Regions from separate parts of the Mus musculus genome. Here region 1 is linked to region 2. Evidence: chromatin contacts called from public ChIA-PET data. All regions are on one chromosome and are shown on one strand. The core of a region is the stretch at or near the end of the contact, and the rest is flanking DNA. Distances in the headings are between cores, read along the strand shown. Region 1 overlaps Trim9 (tripartite motif-containing 9). Region 2 holds the start of Dmac2l (distal membrane arm assembly complex 2 like).

What was found. ChIA-PET counts read pairs in DNA pulled down with a chosen protein or histone mark.
Region 1: a contact with region 2 is called in an RNA polymerase II ChIA-PET map of memory CD8 T cells, with 6 read pairs. The contact joins the enhancer-like site here to the promoter of Dmac2l in region 2. A contact is called at or near these places in 4 of 39 promoter capture datasets (the 3T3-L1 cell line, HPC-7-derived erythroid cells, neutrophils and 1 more), 1 of 115 datasets of contacts at active chromatin or transcription factors (memory CD8 T cells) and 1 of 9 other capture datasets (liver).

Annotation. Positions count from the first base shown.
Region 1 is chr12:70,255,616-70,260,910 of GRCm38.p6, forward strand. The region is part of intron 8 of Trim9 (tripartite motif-containing 9); the gene reads right to left. Among named protein-coding and RNA genes, the nearest start is that of Gm38467, 27 kb to the left of the region's middle. Within about 2 kb of position 2,401, at least 11 of the 459 cell types and tissues checked have an H3K27ac peak or open chromatin away from gene starts, as enhancers often do. A contact at or near this core is called in memory CD8 T cells, where this site is marked.
Region 2 is chr12:69,720,960-69,726,402 of GRCm38.p6, forward strand. Dmac2l (distal membrane arm assembly complex 2 like) reads left to right here and starts at 3,986. Exons shown (of 5, transcript NM_026536.2): 1 at 3,986-4,055. L2hgdh (L-2-hydroxyglutarate dehydrogenase) reads right to left here and starts at 3,915. Exons shown (of 10, transcript NM_145443.2): 1 at 3,695-3,915; 2 at 1,119-1,234; 3 at 353-504. The coding sequence starts at 3,837.

The DNA of each region.
Region 1 (5,295 bases), core at 1,151-3,650, 530 kb after region 2:
AAGGGTTTCTATTTAGGAGATGACAGCTTTTAGAAACCATGGGATAGTTTTCTTTTTTCTTCCTACTAGTACATTTTCCCCATTTCTAGATGGATGAAATTATTTTAATCCTGGGATACCCAAGACTTGATCTTTGAATAGAGGAAGAAATGCAGAGTGCCCTGGAAAGTCAGGCCTGACAGGCCACTTGGGAATAAGACTTCTCTTTGCTTCTGAAATATTCTCATCTCCTGTGAACACGACTTAACTCACCTGAGTTCTCTAATAGTGAACAGAATGTGGGCAGAGGGAAGGTGCATAGGTGTGAAGTGTCTGTTTCTTTTCAGAAGGCCTGCCACGCCAGTGAGGACTTGGCCACCAGCTGGAGCCCTGTAAAGCCCTGTATAGCTCAGTTCAATAGTGAAAATCCAGGAAAGCACAGGTGCCAGTTCAGGGTTCAGACTCCGAAGGAAACATTTTCTCATCGAAAAGATAATGTTGTTTTGGTGACCAGCGGGTGTTACTGGGGTTTGTTTTGTCTTGTTAGCAGCTTTTCTTTGTACATAACCCTTTGTGATCCAAATGCTACACTGTGTAGGTTCAAGCCTGTGTGTGTGTGTGTGTGTGTGTGTGTGTGTGTGTGTGTGTACATGTGTGCCTGTGTTTGAGAATGAGTGTGTATGTGTGTCTGCATGTGCTATGTGCTTGTATGTGTCCATGTGTATGTGTATCTAGAGACCTTATAAGAAGGGCTACCGCAAGTTTTAATACTGCAAGGAAGCATTTTCATTTTTGAATTTACAATATTAATGTTAGCTTTTCAGACTTTAGTCTTATCCCTGAGGGAAGATTTGATTTTTCTGTAAGCCAAATATCAGAGAAAAGGGTATGAGGCTAAAGCTTAATATCCCAAAGAATAATAACATACTGGTTCCTATTTAAACTTTATATAGTTTGGGTGATGTGGCATTTATGGTCATTTCTTTGCTCAGATACAGTAAATTAAAAAATATTATTCTTCACATCTATTTACTTGTGTGTGTGCAAGTGCACACATGTATGGATATTAGGGACTATCCTGCCAATTCTAGGGACTGAACTCAGATTGTTACAGTTGGTGGGAGGACCCTATATCAGCTGAGCTGTCTCATTGGCCCCCCACATTACTTACTTAAAAGGAAACTAACCTCTTAGCTTAATGAAAAGACTTGAAACATAACCACAGAGCGTCAGCAGACACAAGCTCTTTTGAGTTTGAGAAGACATTTGCCACTGTATTTATGTCAGAAAACTATTTTCAATTCACAAGAGTTTGCTTCAAAAGGTCTCTCTCACCAGATGGGACAATCAAGGCATTGCATAGCAGTTACATCATGCCTTAAACATTAAGGAAAGGTGATGTTTGGGATGCATAGAATCTCCAAACAGTGATCTGAACACCCATGGAAGGATGAGCTCTATACCCATAATTTGAGGATCAGATCAAAACCTATCTGAGGAGCACTCGCCCTTTCTATTTTTAGGTGAGGCTGAGTATAGCCATGAATATTCCTGGGATTAGTAATTGGGCAGTGATACAGGTTTTTTCCCCCCTAGTTTTATGTGGATTGATTGATTGCCTACCCATACACCATTTTTTTTTAACTCTTGAACTCGCCCTCTACTCTTCCATCTCTGTGTCTGACCTGTGACCTTTCATGCCCAACCCGATGGGATCTCACCCCATTTCTTCCCAAGCAAAATGAAGCAAAACAAACCATACAAAATCAAGCCTACCTTGCTATGAGAACTTTCCAAACAAATTAGGGGAGGGAGAAAAGACAATTTCCACCCAATTCCAATCAGACTAACAGGCGATCCTCCCTCCAGGACTCTCCCAGGGGCCCTCGGTGTGTTTGGTCAGTCGTCTACAGGACATTTAGACTGTTTAATCATGATTTTACACTGTAGTAGTCTTGGTGCTTAGATACTTAGAAATGTCTGAGGCGGAGCCATCAAGCTCCCTCTGAAGTCCCCTGGAGGACCAGTCTCCAGCCAGCACCTTGTGTTTGGAGTTATTGATTTTATGGCGTGGGTATAACTTATTTTGGGTTCCTCTCACCAGGTACTACCGAGGGCCAACTGAAACAGACCACTAGTCTTGCAAGCATTTGATGTCAGTCATCAAACCCCATTAAATTGTTCCAACTCTGAGCTAGATAGATATTCATAACCACATTTTAGCATATGGATCGTCTTTCTGGTCCTGCTCCTCTGGACAAGTTCATGTTGAGACTGAGAACAGTATTATCATCTCCTGGCTTAGCCAAAGCATCTTTAATTCACATCGAACACAAATACAACGACCGCAGTGTGCATTCTGTGTTTATACTGTGGAGTGCAGGAAGGAAGCAGAGCCCACTTCCTCACCTTCTCTCTCAGACACAACGATTGATCTCAACCATTGGCCATCAGAGAAGGCTCCTCGGCTGTTAACTATCGACAAGACAAGGAAGAGTGAGGCTCTTGGTTGTGATTTCTGGGACACAGGATAGGAAGCTAACGTTTGTGGTAATGATTGCCATCTTTATCGGACAACCACTAGAGAAAGACAGGGGGCATCCTAGGACATTGCTACTGCCTCATCATGGGCACCTGTTGTCCTGCCTGGCTGAACTTGATGGAATAAGAGCAGTTTAGTGGGAAAGACCTGCAGAAAGCTGTCCACATGGTGGCAGGCGGAGATTGCACTCACTTGGGGGAGGCAGTGTATGTGTGTGTTTCTGTGTGTGCATGTGCACAGGCCGGAGGACAACTACAGATATTCCTCAGGCACCCAGGCACTATTGACCTTGCATTTTTGAAACAAGGTCTTTCATTCACTTGGAGTTTGCTGTCCATTAGGCTACTCTAGCCAGCCCGAGAGAGTTCTACTTGTCCTGCCTCTCTCCCCAGTGCTGGTATTTCATGCACTGTCACCAAGCTTTTTTTTTTTTCCCCTTTCCTCTTTAAACTTGGGTTCAGGATCGAATCAGGTACTTATAGGGTAAGCACTTTACTGACTGAGTCATCTCCTTAGTCCTACTCAGATTGGTAAGTCCAGGATGAGAACTGCATTCCAACGCAAATGTGTCCCTCGAACTGTCCATCCGCTGTCAGGACTGATAGTTTCCTCTTATTCTTCCCTGCGCTTCTTTCCCTTCCCACTGGGTTCTAGATTGGAGACTCAGCTGATGGTAGGGGGCTCTGCTCTAAGGAAACAATTAAGATCTACCAAACCAAAGATCTACTGGGGACCACGTAAGCTCTTCTCTGACTCCTGGGATCGAGAAGGAAGGATCCTGGTGCTATGCCCTATTTGTATTTATCTCTTTTATTTTTTCATTGTTTGACATTTAATGAACAAATATCATGTGCTACAGAGTGCATAAGAATTTAGTAGTTGAGAGGCATGAAGCCGGCAGGGGAACTGACTATAAGAAAATAATCAAGAGAAAATGTGTCAATTATTATTAATAAGTTTTATACTTCTGGGGACAGTGTTTCTATTCTAACATGACTTTTTATTATTTGAAAACTTAAGCATTAAGTATTAGATGATGTAGAATAATTTGTACAGGTAAATTATTCCATTTTTAAAAAGTGTTTGTGTGTATTGTTGTATACAACATGTGAAAATGCCCACAGAGGCTAGAAAAGGGCATTTGGACCCCATGAAACCAGAGTTACAGGTCATTGTGAGCAGCCTAAAATGGGTTCTCAGAACTGAACTAGGGTCCTCTGCAAGGGCAGCAAGTGCTTTTAAGCACCAGGCCACCTCTCCAGCCTGATACATGGCAAGCTTTAATGTACTATTTTGGGGACTCAAAGGGAAAGAGTGAAGCTTCTTATGCAACACGGCTCACTAATTCATCTTTCTCTGTGTCCTGTATGGCAGGCACAGTTTTGGAACTGAGCAGCCATTGGGCCATAATCTATGGAGGAGAAGTGTGTTTTCAGAGCACAGCAAACAAGAGCTGCCACAGAGGGCTGCAGGAGCCTCAGAAGGCTGAGCTCTGCTGCAGTGCAAGCCAGCGGTGGAATGTTCTCTGCTCCTCGGGAAGATTTAAAAACAGACAAGGAGGACCATGGAGAAGAAGGCTGTTTGCTCAAACGACCAAGCAGGCAGGTGAAGTCACAATTATGTCCAGCAAGGGATGTGTGTAATTTATAACAAAAGGTGTCATCTTACGTGATCTTAAGAGTGGCAGTAATTGCTGTCAAGGGGTAAGAAACCAATCTGTTTGAAAATGCCCTTTAAAAGGAATGACCAGGAGCTGTCCTGAAATCCTGAGGGTGGCTGCATATTTCCTTGCCCAATCTTCCATTCTAAATTAAAAGAACTTCATGGAATTATTTGTGAGCAACTCACATCAGGAGACCTTACACTTTAGATACACACACTCCTGAAGGACCAAAGAGCCCATTTCTCTACATCAACATAGAGGCCTGTAGTTCCAACTCAGCCTCATGAAAAATTTTAGGAAATTTCTTGAGATGCCACATGTCAAAATTAAAGGGATGAAATACTTTTCTCTTCTGGGCTCTGAGATTCATCCTCATCTTTCTCTCTTTCTATGTGGTAAAGTTTACCCAAGTTTTGTCAAGTACAATTTACCTACCTTGAGGATTTTGTCCTATGAAATGAATGTTCTAATTAAGTCATTCCTGGCTGGAATATTCTGAGCCAGGCAAAACCAAGTGGATGCATGGAAAAACATATTCACAGGATACCTGGTTTTCCATAGATGATAATTTCCCAAATATTTAATTTACCGCTGAATATTTAGTATTGTAGGCATAACGTTTAAACCCACCAAGACCTTGGAGGGGGCACATGGGACTGGCATCCGACCTGCACCCAGTATATAGTAACAGTGCTTCCAGCCAGACTGAAGACAAAGGCCACAGAAGCACTAATTGTAGGAACGTCAGAGTTCTGTGGTTTTACATATAAAATAACTGAAGCCTAGAAAGGCAAGAGCACATCTAAGCCACATGCTCAGCTGTGGCCAGACTGGAGACAGAGTGGTAAGATCAGTTTCTGGTGGACAAAATGGGGAAGGACAAAGCTGGGTTTTGCTTTGTTTTGTTTTTGATTTTGCTTGTGTAATGTCTTAGAAGTGTGCAAACAGGCAAAGTTCATGCCACGGGTCGCAGGGTGTCTTCTAATGATGTGTAAGAGGCCATCTAGGATCATGGGGATGATCTAGCACCAACCACAGACTGCACTGTGGATGAATCTTTTATTCTCTCAGTAGGGTTGTTCACGGGACAGCCGTGCTTAGGAACCGAAAG
Region 2 (5,443 bases), core at 2,736-5,235:
AGGCAGTTTTTATAGAGACAGAAAACAAAATGGTTGTAAGGGGTCCGGGAGTGGTAGGAATGGGAGCTGCTGGTATAGGGTTTATTTTGGGGGTAATGAAAATATTTTTAAATTAGTGTTAATACTGGTACAACTTTGTAAATATGCAACTATCTAAACTGCATACTTATTATGTCAATAAAACTTACTTTTAATTACATGAAATCACAAATCATGTTTTGTTATTCCTTAGTACTATATTAAATTACATAGGCACAAAAGCAGGAAAAGTCACATCTTTTTAAAATTTTCAACATTAAACCTAAGAAATTGCTTGCTCTAAATAAACCGAGGCCACAGTGAAATGCTGTACCTTGCCACATTGCCTGTAGGGAATTCCCTTGAGGTTGCAGTACTCATAGATGAGGGCTGCGCCTTCTACACACAATTTAGCCTTCAGAGATTCTGGTTTATAGTAAATACCACTGTGTATGACACCGCTGTTGTGTCCAGTCTGGTGAAGAGCTATGAAACAAGAGACAGGGTAAATAAAAAAAAAAAAAAAAGTAAATGTCTCACACAAAGCCTAGGAGGTGATACACGAAGCTATCTGAGCCTACATCATTGAGAAATTCTGCCTAGAATTGTTTTATCGGCAATGTCCTATAGCAGCTATCCTGGCATCCATGCTAAACCATCCTTGCTTGATTTCACCTAAGCTTTGTTTAAAACCACTTCATCAAGCCACTTTAAAGGCCTTCAGAGGCTCTCTGCACATGCTCCAAGGCCCTTTCTGTGTTTTTGGAGGAGGGTAAAGCTGATAGCATCACTAAGGACAATCCTAGAAGCTGATTGGATGGATGAGAACAAACCTGAGGAGCACTATGCTATTCCCTGGAGGCCTCCCTGGGGGTCTCCAGCCCCAGGAGGAGGTGGACCCTCCTGTGGATTTCCCCCCCACCCCCTCCCTTCTTCCTACCATCTCATATAATCCCTCAAATAAACCACCTCCTCTCAAGCCCTTGCCCCAGACTTTGCTTTCAAGAGAACACAAAATGAGACACTAACATCCACATTTTTCATAACTGATTCAGCCTGACAAAATAAGCAGGTTCCCAGCAAGCTGAGGGCATACATACCTAAATCTTTCTCCTTTTCCACCACACCAATCGAAAGTCCAGGATGTTTCAGGATGAGCGTTCTGGCAGAGGCAAGGCCCACAATTCCACCTCCAACGATGACTATATCAAAAGAGCTTTAAGAGAAAGCAAGCTTTAAGAATTTCAATTTAGGAGCTGGAGAGATGGCTTGGGGGTTAAGAGGCCTGGCTGCTTTTCCAGAGATCCTAAGTTCAATTTCCAGCAACCACACGGTGACTCACAACCATCTGTAGTGGGGTCTGCTTTTGGCTTCTGATGTGCATGAAGATGGAGCATCCACATATTTATGTTTATAGACCTCACCAAACTTCACTTGCATAATTCTCATTAGGGAGCAATTAAAGTACTAATTTATAACATGTCATTTATGTATTATATGACACATATCTCATTACATAGCACATACCATTTATACTATCATTTGCCCTTTGCCCTCCCAGACAGAATCAGATACTTAAGTTCTGCTGGGACCATAGTCTCTGCATATGAACCTTCTTCAGCTTCACTCTGATCATGATGGAGCTTTTATCATAGGCTCCTGGGTGGCAGGGAAGGAGTCAGGGGAACCATGGATGAAAGTGAACCAAAGGATGGTGAGGGTGGAGGCCTCCTACATGAGACAACCAGCAGATAGATGCCTCTACCTGAGGATAGGTTATGGGAGGATAGGTTATGGTCAAGGTTTTCTCTCCAGAGATGCTTTCAGAGGCCCATAGACCTTAGCACAACCAATCATGTTATAGGCACCATCCTAAGCTTAGAACCTAGCATGGAGGCCCCCAAACCTGCCAAAATGGGAACACAGACCAAATCCAGCAAAGACCTAGTCCACAGTTACAGGATCCAGGAAAGTCCCTAAACCTTACTTTTTGGCTGGTATCACTGCTGACTATTAGAAAGCCAGCACTTGGCAGATACTGTTCATTCATGTTGCTACCAGGGCAGCTGCTATAGCCCAGTGTCTGGCAGAGCTGTGGGCAGCTGTCAGGGCTCGTCTTTGGTGATCCTCAAAAGCTCACTAATAACCGGGCCCTGACACCTTAGAGGGCACCCGTGTCCAGGCCCACAATAGAGCATTTCTATGCCCAAACTGAGATTACACAAAATATGATTAAACTGTATAGAGCTATACACAGAACACAGAATGCACATAAATTTGGTAAAACCTGAATGTGTGCATTGTATCAACATTAACACCAAGGCAAATGGTGGGACAGGAGGAAGGTGACATAAAACCATTCTATAATTTTTGCAACTTTCTATAGGTCTACAATTGTTTCAAAATAATCAGTATTTTAAAAACTGGGATAAGAAAATGGTTAATTGGCAAAGTGCTTGCCATACAAGTGAGGACTTGAGTTTGTACCCAAAGCACCTTTATGTAAGGGCATTCCTTGTTCAACCCATGTAACCTTGGGATCAGGGGCAGGGAGACAGGCAGATCCCTCGTGCTTACTGAGCAACCAACCAATCACCTCAAGAGACCCTATCCCCCACCCCATCCCTCTCCTGCCCCGAGGCAGTGGAGGCAAACACCTTTAATCCCTGCAGACACTGAAGATCTCTGAGTTCAAGGACAGCCTGGTCAACAAGATAGCCAGGATACAAAGAGAGACCCCATGTGGAAAAAGCAAGTGACAGATAGAAACACACACACACACACACACACACACACACACACACGGAGGGGGAGGGAAAAAGGGAGGGGGACAGGGAGAGGGAGAGAAATTGGGAGAGATCCAGTCTCAAAAGTTAAGGTGGCGCAGGTTGGGTGGCACGTGCCTTTAATTCCTGCACTAGGAAAGGAGTGGCAGGTTGATAGCTTGAGGCATTAGAGGCCAGCCTGATCTACACCGGAGTCATAGGACAGCCAAAGGAAAACAAACCAGTACCGTTTAACATGCTTTAAACGCGTCTTAAACAAAAACACTGCCCCTCTCCAGGGTCGTGCCACACCTCGGTCTGCCACTAAATCCATTCGCATGGTCTACCTTGTCTCAAACAATCAAAAGCTCCCCCACCCCCACCCCTCCACCCCGCCCTTAAAGCTTTCACACCGAACACTGTATTTGCCAGCTTTCCTAGGCAGCTCACAGTAGGCAACTGAGTTGCTTCTAGTGAGGACAACTCTAGTGTGTGCAAGGAACTGACCCACAGAAGCCAAGTTCTGGATTTTCCAAGCAACACAGGGGATGATAGTTAAGAAGCTGCATACTTATTGGCAGTGTGCTAGGTCTTTTAATCTTCAAAGTGACCACCTAGGGGCCAGACTAGGATCCTAGTCACCAGTCACCCTTTAGAGTGGTTAAGAAATGGAGAGGAGTTGTGTATTCGGAGCCAGATTAGCTCCGGACCTCAACTCAACACTGCCTTTCCTATGGCGCACAAACGCAGTGGACGAACCCTGCGGGTCAGCAGCTCCTGGGATTCGAGGCTGGACCACAGAATCAGGACTTCCTCGCCGGGGACAGAGACATCGAGTCGGGGGACACAGACAGGTTCAGTTGGAGATCCCTGAGCGGAACAGCAAGTGCAGGCCGCCGCCTCTCACTTACCTGGTGCTGGAGCTTCTGCGGCCACCCCCGCACAGTAGCCCGGGCACCCCGGACGCCGGTCCACTTGCGCGGAGGAAGCCCCCAGCCACGCAGTACCGGGCCAGTCCGCAGACACCGCCTACGTAGCGCAGGGTCGGCCACATGGCCTGCGCCACCTCCCCTCCCTCCACCCCAGCACCCGCAACCTGAACGGACTCTAAGGGTGAAGCGCGCCGCTCTCCAGCCCCGCCCCCAGACGAGAGCCAATGAAACACGCGCGTTTGCCTGACGTGGGCGTGGTCTCCGCTGGCCAATGAGCGAGCGCCGTGGAAGGAAAAGACCGAGGGCGAAGGGCCGGCCAGGCGCAGGGACGCAGCACGCCGTGAGTAAGAGGAGCTAGGGCGAAGGCGGGGACCGGGTGGTGGTTCCACTCTCCGGGACCTCCGCCCGCACAGGCTTGACTGGACGCCGGCGCTGTTCCGCCAGAGAAGGCTGGGCATGTCGGGGTGACCCCTGGCTCCTGCGGCCTCTCCTTCGGCCACGCCTCCTGGTCGGTTGGCGACGCTGTGGCCCGGGAGCTGGGGACTAAGCCACCTCCTGCCGCTCCCTGTCACTACCCTGCTGATTGCCCGCAGGTTTCTGGGCCCTTCATGGGGCTCCTGGTTGGTTGTTCATTCAACCACTGACTCAGCTTGTAAATATCGGGCGCTGAGCTAGGCGCTGGATGAAAGTAGACGGCTCGGTCTCTGTCGTCATTTAGTGTTGTTTTTTTGGTTTCTATTATTGACTTGTATATGTGCCTATGCGAGCTTATTGCAACAGGTATGTGCAGGAGTTTGTGAGACCAGAAAGGGGAGTACAGGATCGCCTGGAACTGGAAATTCTGAGCTGCCATGTGGGTGCTGGGAATCTAGGCCCTCAGGTAAGACCAGTTAACAGTCTTAACCATAGAGCCATCTCTCTAGCCCCAAACTTTTCTTTATTAATTTACATCTCTGCCCCAGCTTCCCCTTCCTTCTCTCAGGCCTTCCTGACTAAGCCAGCTCAGTCAACAGGTTCTCCAGGGAGGGATGAAAAAATTGAAAAGAAAAAGACAATTAGACAGTACTATTAACATAACCCTAGCCCGTTCTGAGGTTGAAGCAAGGTTATTTTTCCTCCAGTCAGTCTGCTTTTATACAATTCTAAGTACATGCAAAGAATAAGGTCAGTCCTAAGTCATAAACAGAGTTAAGGAACAAAGCCTAAACAAAGGTGCCATGATAGTTGTATTCAGAGTCTTATCAAGACCCATCAAAATACAAAATAACTCTGTCCTCAGCTGTGTTCATCTTGAGCCTACTTCCCAGTCCTGGCCCAACCTCAAATTCTTGCCAAATTTTTAAAAGCAGGCATCCAAAGCGCTGTAGCCTTCTTCTCACTATCGACCCCACCCCCACCCACCCACTTAGGAAAAGGGGCAGCCTCCTATGGATATCAACCAGCCACTGTATGTGACGTTGCATAAGACTAGACACATTCTCTCCTCTTGAAGCTAGACAGGGCAGCCCAGTAGGAGAAAAGGGTCCCAAAGGCGGGCTCCTGCTTATCCCACTTGAAAACCAAGCTACGGGCTGGTGAGATGGCTCAGTGGGTAAGAGCACCCGACTGCTCTTCCGAAGGTCCTGAGTTCAAATCCCAGCAACCACATGGTGGCTCACAACCATCCATAACGAGATCTGACTCCCCTCTTCTGGAGTGTCTGAAGACAGCTACAGTGTACTTACATAT